Regions from separate parts of the Pan paniscus genome. Here region 2 is linked to region 1. A link is a contact called in public Hi-C data. All regions are on one chromosome and are shown on one strand. The core of a region is the stretch at or near the end of the contact, and the rest is flanking DNA. Distances in the headings are between cores, read along the strand shown. Region 1 has its middle 15 kb from the start of CD27. Region 2 overlaps TAPBPL (TAP binding protein like).

Region 1 (5,015 bases), core at 1,181-3,680:
CACAGTGAAACCCCGTCTCTACTAAAAATACAAAAAAAAAAAAAAAAAAAAAAAAAAAAAATTAGCCAGGCGTTGTGGCGGGCGCCTGTAGTCCCGGCTACTCGGGAGGCTTAGGCAGGAGCATGGTGTGGAACCCGGGAGGCAGAGTTTGCAGTGAGCCGAGATCGCACAACTGAACTCCAGCCTGGGCGATAGAGCCAGACTCCGTCTCAAAAAAAAAAAAAATTTATCCCATTCTCTGGGTTGTCTTTTTACCTTCTTAATAGTGCCCTTTGATGCATAAAAGTTTCACATTTTGGGCCAGGCATGGTGGCTCATGCCTGTAATCCCAGCACTTTGGGAGGCCAAGGCGGGCGGATCACGAAGTCAGGAGATCGAGACCAGCCTGGCCAATATGCTGAAACCCCGTCTCTTAAAAATACAAAAAATTAGCCGGGCGTGGTGGTGGGCACCTGTAGTCCCAGCTACTTGGGAGGCTGAGGCAGGAGAATGGCGTGAACCAGGGAGGCGGAGCTTGCAGTGAGCCAAGATCGCGCCACTGCACTCCAGCCTGGGCGACAGAGCAAGACTCCGTCTCAAAAAAAAAAAAAAAAAGTTTCACATTTTGATGAAGTCCAGTTTATCTACTGTTTCTTTTGTTGCCTGTGCTTTTGGCGTCATATTTGAGAAACTGCTGCCGAATCCAAACTCATACAGATTTTCACTTATATTTCCAAGAGTTTTATAGTTTTAACTCTTAAATTTAGTTCTTTGATTTATTTTGAGTTAAATTTTTTATCTGTTTTAGGTAGGGGTCCAACTTCATTCTTTTACTTGTGGATATGCAGTTGTCCTAGCACTGCTTCTTGAAAAGACTATTCTTTTCACACAGAATGGTCTTGGCACCCTTGTTGAAATTAATTGACGATAGATGTATGGGTTGATTTCTGGACTCTAAATTGTATTCCATTGATCTGTATGTCTGTCTTTAGGTCAATACCATGGTTTTGATTACTGTAGCTTTATAGTAAGTTTCGAAATTGGGACTTCAACTTCGTTCTTCTTTTTCAAAATTATTTTGGCTACTCTGTGTCCCTTGCATTTGCATGTGAATTTTAAGATCAGCTTGTCCATTTATGCAAAAAAGAAGGGTTAGAATTTCGATGGGGATTGCATAGAGTCTGTAGATGAAATTGGGAAATATTGTTACCTTCAGTCCATGAACACAGATGTCTTTCCATTTATTTAGGATTTCTTTAATGTCTTTCAACAATGTTTTCTAGTTTTCAATGTATGAGTCTTGCACTTTCTTTGTTAAATGTATACCAAGTTTTTTTTTTTTTTTTTTTCTCGAGATAGAGTCTCACTCTGTTGTCCAGGCTGGAGTGCAGCGCCCCAATCTCAGCTCACTGCAGCCTCTGCTTCCCAGGTTCAAGCGATTCTGCAGCCTCAGCCTCCCAAGTAGCTGGGATTATAGGTGCCTGCCACCACGCCTGGCTAATTTTTTGTATTTTTAGTAGAAACAGGGTTTTATCATGTCGGCCAGTCTGGTCTCAAACTCCTGACCTCAGGTGATCCGCCTGCCTTGGCCTCCCAAAATGTTGGAATTACAGATGTGAGCCACCGCACCTGGCCATTGTATGCCTAAGTATTTATTCTTTTTGATGCTGTTGTAAATTGAGTTGTTTTTCCTAATTTCTTTTTTTTTTTTTTTTTTTTTTGAGATGGAGTTTCGCTCTTGTTGCCCAGGCCGGACTACAATGGCGCAGTCTCAGCTCATTGCAATCTCCACCTCCTGGGTTCAAGTGATTCTCCTGCCTCAGCCTCCTGAATAGCTGGGATTACAGGCATGCGCCACACATGCCCGGCTAATTTTGTGTTTTTAGTAGAGACAGGGTTTTACCATCATGGTTAGGCTGGTCTCAAACTCCTGACCTCAGGTGATCCCGCCTGCCTCGGCCTCCCAAAGTGCTAGGATTACAAGCATGAGCCACTGTGCCCGGCCCCTAATTTCAATTTCATTTTCTTTCTTTCTTTTTTTTTTTCTTTTCTTTTTTTTTTTTTTTAGACAGTGTCTCGCTCTGTCACCCAGACTGGAGTGCAGTGGTGCAACCTCGGCTCACTGCAGCCTGCACTTCCCGGATTCAAGTGATCCTCCCACTTCAGCCTCCCGAGTAGCTGGGACTACAGGTGTGTGCCACCATGCCTGTCTACTTTTTGTATTTTTTTGAAGACATGTGGTTTTGCCATATTGCCCAGGCTGGTCTGGAACTCCTGGGCTCAAGTGATCCACCCGCCTTGGACTCTCAAAATGATTACAGGTGTGAGCCACTGCACCCAGCCCCGAATTTCATTTTCAAGTTGCTCATTGCCCATGTAGCAGTTGACATTTGAAGAAGGCAGTTGTTTTCTCCAGAGTTGGAAGGTGGCACCTTGAGGTGTAGGCGTGTTGCTATGACACCCTGTGGGCCGTTGCTGGGGCTCTCTTGTGACTTTTCTGAAGTCACGGATGGAGAGTTTGACTCTGTGACACAAAGGGAAACATATCTGACTAATCTTTCCCACACTCCCTTTGCCTCTGATGGCTCCCTCGGCTAGGAGAGGAGAGGAAGAGAGTGGGTTGGTGGGGCCTCACCCTTTATTACAGGTGCTTCCTCTGACCCTTCTCTTCTGCAGGGTTTTTGGGGCAGCTACTGAAGGGACAGGCACTCCCAAAGGGCAAGGGCTGTGGCAGCCTTCTCTTTTACCCATAAGTTGGCCAGAATTGATGCTGTCTACTTGTTTTGTTTGTTTGTTTTGTTTTGTTTTTTGGGAGATGGAGCCTCCCTCTGTCACCCAGGCTGGAGTTCTGTCACCCAGGCTGGAGTGCAGTGGCGCGATCTTGGCTCACTGCAACTTCTGCCTCAGCCTTGGGTTCGGGTTCAGGCAACCATCATCCCTGCTTAATTGTTTTGTATTTTTAGTAGAGATGGGGTTTCGCCGTGTTGGCCAGGCTGGTCTTGAACTCCTGGTCTTAAGTTATCTGCCCACCTCGGCCTTTCATTGTGCCAGGATTATAGGTGTGAGCCACCGCACCCGGCCTGATGCTCCCTACTTTGATGTACATAGAGGAATGTTGCAGGCCACAGGCATAGGCAGGGTCCTGGTGGCTGGTGATGTCAGAGAAGCCTGGGGAGGAAGTCCAAGGATCAATCAGCTGGTGAAAATCTGAAGGAGTGGAGGATGATTCGAGTAAATCTGTGCTGCTTGGCCTGCGTCCAAGGCCGTCTCTCTGCTCAGTCACTTGCTGGCTGCTCAGTTGCTCAGGCTCTGTGGGTTTGTTTCCACTGTCACATGGGGATGCAGATGCTGGCCTCGGAGGGCGGGTGTGAGCAGCCATGTTTGGTAACTCGGGTGAATGCCCTGCTAGGACTTGATGCAGAAGAGGTGCCAGTCAGTGTTCACTGGAGTATGACTTGATCACCAGCAACTTCCTTCTTGACTGGGATAGGGCAACATGAGAGCTGAGAGTTCCTTAAGTGGGGCCGTGCTCAGAATGGAAGGGAAAGAGTGAAGAAATCTACTAGGAAGAGTTGTATGGGAGGCGTATGTGACAAATCTCACCTGTATGAGAGCTCAGCTAGTCAGTGGGAGCTTTAGGTTGAACGGTGTGGGTGCTTCTAGGGCTGAGGAGACCCCATCATATTTTCACGCCAAAGGAATGGGGTGGGCCGGATGGGGAGAGCTGCAAGAAGCAGGATGTTGCAAGTTTGTGTGGTTTGTTTGTTTGTTTTGTTTTGTGAGACAGGGTCTGGCTCTGTTGCCCAGGCTAGAGTGTAGTGGTGTGATCACGGCTCACTGTAGCCTCGAACTCCTCGCCTCAAGCAGTCCTCCCACCTCAGCCTCCCAAGTAGCTGGAACTACAGGCGCACGCCATGATGCCCAGCTAGTTTTTGCATTTTTAGTAGGGACAGGGTTTCACCAGGTTGTCCAGGCTGGTCTTGAACTCCTGGGCTCAAAGCGATCTGCCCGCCTCAGTCTTCCAAAGTGCTGGGATTACAGGCATGAGCCACCATGCCCGGCAATTATACATTTTAAATATTAATATAATAATGAGGCTAATCTATAATACTTCTATGTCAAATTGTTTAAAATTTTTTTTATTTTTTTTCTGTAGTTTCATGCATTTCCTATTTAAGTATTAATATATGTCAGATTCTTTTAAGCATTACAAAAACTTTAAGTACCAAATGCATGCAGTGGTTAAAACCTGTTTGAAACTTAGCATGAGTTTGATTTGCTTCATCACTTTTGATTTTTATCAGTTAAGGTTTGACCAGAGAGTCAAAACCACTATGAGTGTTATGGAATAAGGAACTTATTTTAGAGATTAGACCTTAATCAATCATGGCAGCTGGGGAAGGAGTCTTTGGAGGCCTCTGTATCTGTGGTGGACCTGAGGTCACTATGGGTCAGTTGGGAGAAGCACTGGATGTGAAGTGGGGGCAGGGCAAAGGCCATCCGGAGCCTGCGTCTGCGCCTCACCACCACCCACCCCGATGGTATGGGTGTCTGCAGAAGGACCTAGCACTCCTTGTCACGGAGTTGCACTTATGTGTGGCCAAGAATTAGAGAAGCTGAAGGAGGCGATCTGACGGGAGCTGGAAGAGCTGCCAGTCTGGCTGCCATCCGTGCAGACAAGGTGAGCCAGCAGATGACTGTCACCCCATGCTGGCCTCAGAGCACGACGGCCACTCCCATTCTGTTTTCCTACCTCTCAAATCTTACATTTCTCTTGTGGCCAGCCCTCACCCAGAACCATACAGGGATTAATTTCCAAGAAATATGGTTTCATCTCAGCTAAGTTGAGAGGGTAAAAGCCATCATAAAGATTGATTCCAAACCGTCTTGGGGTTAAAAGAACACTCGTCCCCAAGGGGAACGGTTTTACTCAAGTGGGCAGTGTATGACCGTGATCTGTGATTACCGTCTCAGGAAGGCTAACCTTATTTATTTGCCAGATTTGAGGCTAGGAAGCCAGATTTGGGCCTGCGTAC
Region 2 (5,015 bases), core at 1,752-4,251, 34 kb before region 1:
GATGGAAGGAATTCTGTTTCCCGCTAGAGATGTGGCTCTTTTCCTCATTCCTGAAATCCAAGGGCTCATTTTTTGTCCATGTTTCCTCAGATGATGATCATGCTGGGAGCCATCTGTGCCATCATCGTGGTAGTTATTGTAAGTAAGTATCGCTGAAGTTGCTGGTGGGGTGAAGAGGTGGGAAGGTCCTGGAGTCTTCTCCCTGCCTGCCTGCCTGCCTGGGGAGTGGGGCTGCTCTGACTGAGGTATGGAGACCGCTGCTATGGGATCGTCATCTGGTTCGGGACGGGGGAAGGGCAGAGACAAGGGATTTCTTTAATGGACAAGCCTTCCCCCTGCAAAGCATTGCAGGGAGATGGCGCCTCCTGTTCTGAGGAAGTGGGGCTATGCTGTGTGTCACTGGCTTGGGTTGGAGGGAGACCATGGGGATGGGGCACTTAACAATGGAAAGACCTGAATGTCTGGTAACTTGGTGTAATTTGCCCTCTTGTTTTCTCCTGTCTCTTTCTCTTTTCCGTCTGGGACTTCCTGATTCCTGTGTCCAGTCTACTTTTTTACTTGAGAATGTACCACCCCTTCCCTGTTCTCCATTGCCATCCACATTCATGTCCTCTGCCCTCTGTTTGCTCTCTCAACACACTTCCCCACCCACCGTCCTCCATTCCAGCCCAGGCTTCTCCATCACCCATTCCTCCTTTTTCGTTGCGTTCATTTGCACTCTGTCCCTCAACACTAGAAATGCTGCTCGTGGCACAATCTAAGTCACTACCCGAAGAGCAACAGCTGGCGCCTCCTCCCCGCCTGCTTTTTCTGTACTCTCAAGTTCCCCCAAAGCCCCAAAGAGTTGGAGGCCAAGGGAAGGGGCAGGGAGGGGAGTGGCTGAGGCGAAGTACCCATGAAGCTGCCCAGACTTGGGAGGAGAAGAGTATCGGTGCCCATGGTGACTTCTAGAAAACCTGGCCACTGGTAGGAGCTAGGGAGGGGCTGGGAAGATGACAGCTCACTCAGTGCTGCCTGGTCATGTGGAGCTTTCCCTCCTGGGCCAGGCCTGGAGAGGGTCCTGGGGGTGGACCAAAGTCCAACTTGGTTTCAGTGCAGTACCCTTTTCGAAAGTAAAAACTTGTTTTTTGTAGTTATTTCTAATCTGTTCGTCCAGGATTTTCCGTGTCTTTGGGGATCTTACAACTTGACTTTGTTCTCCAGAGGCCTGGAGAACACTTAGGGATTGTGAAAATAGCAGGACTTGTTTCCATCCTAGAAGCAGTCCCATGTGCTTCTAGCTGGAAGGAGCTTTCTCTTCTTTACATTTTCTACAGCATTCTGTATGAGGGCACCAAATAAATCCATCTAGCTGGTAGTTTTATCTAGCCAAATAATTTAACCTAGCTCCCAGTTAATTGTTGGCATAAAGAGAGAGATTGCCTGTTAGTTATAGAGAAACAGTGAGTCAAGTGCTTAATTTGAAAGTAACAAGCTCAGAGGAAGCCACTCCTTGCCCTCGTTAAAGAGGGTCCTGTTCCTCTCTTCCTGTTGATGAAGGAGCGTGAGGGTGTTAGCAGTGTGAGATCTTTGGACACCCATGGAATCCTTTCCTCCACACCACCCGTGCACTTGCCAAAGACAGGGATGAGGCAAGAGGTTCTTCCTGAGGCCCGGCCGATCCTCAGGATGCAGAGAAGTCATGTAGACCCACCAGCCCCACCTTGGGGGGAGGCGTGCCAGCCTGTGACAGGTGTGCTTGTGTATTGCTGTGCTGTCATGGGGCCCTCTCCTTGAGAGCCGCCTCTCTGTTCTTCCTGTAGTATATTCCCCTTTGAACCACCCTTTCCTGTCTGAATTCTACTTTGCCTCCTTTCTCTTCCTCCTCTTTGCATGGTTTGTGTGTACAGACAGTGGAACCTGAGGATGGGATCTGCTCAGCCTATCTTCGGGGCAATTGCTGAGCTTCAGGATGGGCTATTAATGTGGGATAAGCCCAGGTGCAAGGGGAGGAGGGCAGGCTGGGAACAGAGCGGGGAATGCCCATGGCCCTTTATTCCTTCTTCCCTCGGTCCACGAACAGGAAGAGGCTGAGGCCATGCTGGGCAGGGTCTGGATGCCCACTTTCCATGCAGCAGCATTTCATTGCGCAAAACCATCCTTCCTTTCCCTTCGCCCTTGTTTCCCACATTCCCTTCGTCCTGCCCAAGGGCGGGACTGAAGAGCTGGAAGAAAGCAGTCAGTACCCTCCCAACGGCCCCCCTCGAAGGTCTCCACTCTCCTCTGGGCTCCTCCTTGCCTAATGCAGGGGGTCACCGCTGGAGAAGAACCACCACTGTCCTCGATGTGTCCCAAGCCTGGAGCGAATCCATCCTCTTGGCTCTCCCAGCCCTATCACAGGAATCATTCCTGGGTTTCTGTCCCTCTGAGGCTCACCAGGTGTAGTTGGCCTTGTTCTTTGGGGGTATTAGCCCTTCTACTTTCTTTCTCACCCACCCTGTACCCTCTTCTGTGTGTCTTTGCTATCCCCCTTTCCTCCCACCACCCATGTGCATGAGTAAATGTGCAACAAAACCCCGGGACTTTGCAGTCAAATGAAGCTGAGCTTCCCACATCCCGTTCTTCGGTTTGCCATGAGACGATGTGGGGTTTCCACTGTGTGTCTGTCATCACCTCTTTGTCTTTTTTTCCTAACCCTGATCTCATACTTGTATAGAGTAATAACAACAGTTGTACTTCCACCAAAGGCATGTGGCATATTTACCAATGTCATGTATTCTGAACAAAGGCAAAAAATACAAATTCCTACCATTAAACTGGCTTGGTTGTTGTTTGGGTTGGAGTAGCTGGGGGGGGCTTGGGGGGAAGGGTGTCGTTTCTTTCTAGTAGTCTCACGTCACTTTAGCGTGTAAGCTGGGCTGGCTTACACGCGCTGTGCGGTCTTCATGGAGATGGGAGCTCTGTGTGTCAGCACAGGAAGTGGTTTCCCAGCGTTCAGCCTGAAGCAGCCCAAGTCCTGTAGGTGCTGGTAAGAGGAAGTGAAGACAGGAAGTTGCGTGGGCATCTCACACTGGCAAACAAGCACAGGTTCCCTCAGGCCTCTTCCATCTGCCTCCTGTGCTCCTTCCTAGGTCCTTGGCCTGCTTGTCCTGTCCCAGGGGATGTGCCCAGATAAGGCTGTCAGTGAACACCCCCTTACCCCCTTTTCCCCATCATCCTCATGTACAGTTTTGGTATGCTGAGTTCCACCGTATTGACCAGGCACATTTTAGAAACGAATAAAAAGGAGAAGTCTCTCCTTGCAGCTGAGGGAGTGAGGCATTTGCAGGTATCCTGAACCTCCCAGCAGTCACCCGAGGGAGCAGAACCCTAATTGCAGCTGAGGTGCAACTGAGATGGAGCCCCGGGGGTGCCTCTGAGGGCCTTTGTTTCATACTTAAACACTTTGCAAGTTGGAGCCGCTAGGCTTGGTGACAGGGCTCAGTTGGGACCAGTGTGGAGAAAGACAGGAAAGTGGAAAAGCTTGGTCGCAGCAGACACAAAGGGCTTTTATTTTGACAGAGCTGAGTTTGGGAGGGGTAGCCCAGCCCCAACCCATGCCTCATTGTCCCTCACTTGTTCCTTCTCCATTTCTTCCAGCTTTGTTTTCCTACCATCACACCACCAACCTGGCTCTTTGGTCTTAACCTCCATCTGGACATTCTGCCTTCTTCTTGTCCCCTCACTTCTTCCTGTTCTCTGCCTTGGTACATGAGCCCAGGGTGCACAGTGAAGGAAGGCAGAGGCCTCTGCAGAGCCAGGCCCAGTGCCCCGTGAGCTGGTGCCACCTTCATGTATTTTTAGCTCTGCGACTTGACTTAGAGTCCTTCTGGGAGCACGTGACTACTCTTTCTTTCTACTCTGAGGCAGGAGAGTGACAGACTTTAGTGAGGTAGCTAGGAGAAAACAAGAGGGAACACGACTGGTTTCATTTTCATTTAGGGCAAACTCAAAAGCAGGAGGCTGTGATGGGTGGGTGGCTGGAGCTTGGGGCATCTGGGCTTCCACCCTGGTCTGGGTGGGGAGGTGGTTAGAGTGGGTGAGGTGGGCCAGGGCCAGAGCCAAGGGCACCCAGGCTCTTACCTTGCCGTCTCTGAAGCCCCAGGAACATCAGTGCAAGAAGGAAGAGACTGCTGGCAAAGATGACTCCCAAGGCTGTTCTCCGCTCTGTAGGTGAGAGCAACGTGGGCGGGGATCATCGTGCGCAGGAATCATGAGCTGAGCCCTCACCTGCAGTGTCCACCCCAGGGAGGAGGAGCTAAGGATTGTGTGTGTGAGTCCCTGGTTGAGGAGCCTGGAACAAGGCACTCAGCAGCATTTGTACTTATTCAAGGTTGCTGGATACTTGTGGGTTACTCCACACAGAATTCTCTACCTCTTCCCACCTAAGGACAAGGTTTTAAAAATTGCTTTGCAAGTGAGATTTAGGTGGGTTTATTTGTTAGCACTTAACTTGCCTGGACACAGTGGCTCATGCCTGTAATCCCAGAACTTTGGGAGGCTGAGGTGGGTGGATCACCTGAGATCAGGAGTTCGAGACCAGCCTGGGCAACATGGTGAAACCCTGTCTGTACAAAAAATACAAAAAATTAACTGGGCATGTTGGTGTGCGCCTGTGGTCCCAGGTACTTGGGAGGCTGAGGTGGGAGAATCACTTGAGCCTGGGAGGCAGAGGTTGCAGTGAGCTGAGATCGTGCCACTGCACTCCAGCCTGGGCGACAGAGTGAGACCCTATCTCAAAACAAAGCAAAATAAAACAAAGCAAAACAAAAAACCACCAGTTAACTGGGATTTTGTAAATAGTTGGGGAATGATGTGAGCTGAAGTGAAACCTCAGTTTTGGGGAAGTTCACAGTCTAATGAGCAACCAAATAATGCCCAGTGCTCCTGGATGTTTCCATTTCAAGTTGCGGGTTCTTTCCTGTCCCTTTCCTGCTTAAAACCTCTCAACAGGCAGGGTGCGGTGGCTCATGTCTGTAATCCCAGCACTTTGGGAA

The links. Hi-C and Micro-C count contacts between places; a contact is called where the count stands out from the background.
Region 2: a Hi-C map of fibroblasts shows a contact between it and region 1, with 4 times the contacts expected there. The contact joins two enhancer-like sites. A contact is called at or near these places in 2 of 3 Hi-C or Micro-C datasets (fibroblasts and induced pluripotent stem cells).

The regions. Positions count from the first base shown.
Region 1 is chr10:11,987,281-11,992,295 of NHGRI_mPanPan1-v2.0_pri, reverse strand. No RefSeq gene overlaps it. Among named protein-coding and RNA genes, the nearest start is that of CD27, 15 kb to the left of the region's middle. Within about 2 kb of position 2,430, at least 1 of the 2 cell types and tissues checked has open chromatin away from gene starts, as enhancers often do.
Region 2 is chr10:12,021,442-12,026,456 of NHGRI_mPanPan1-v2.0_pri, reverse strand. It overlaps TAPBPL (TAP binding protein like), which reads right to left. Exons shown (of 7, transcript XM_008973734.5): 6 at 4,102-4,185; 7 at 2,732-3,004. The coding sequence ends at 2,871. VAMP1 (vesicle associated membrane protein 1) reads left to right here. Exons shown (of 5, transcript XM_003820314.5): 4 at 91-142; 5 at 546-2,795. The coding sequence ends at 562. Among named protein-coding and RNA genes, the nearest start is that of VAMP1, 8.4 kb to the left of the region's middle. Within about 2 kb of position 3,001, at least 1 of the 2 cell types and tissues checked has open chromatin away from gene starts, as enhancers often do.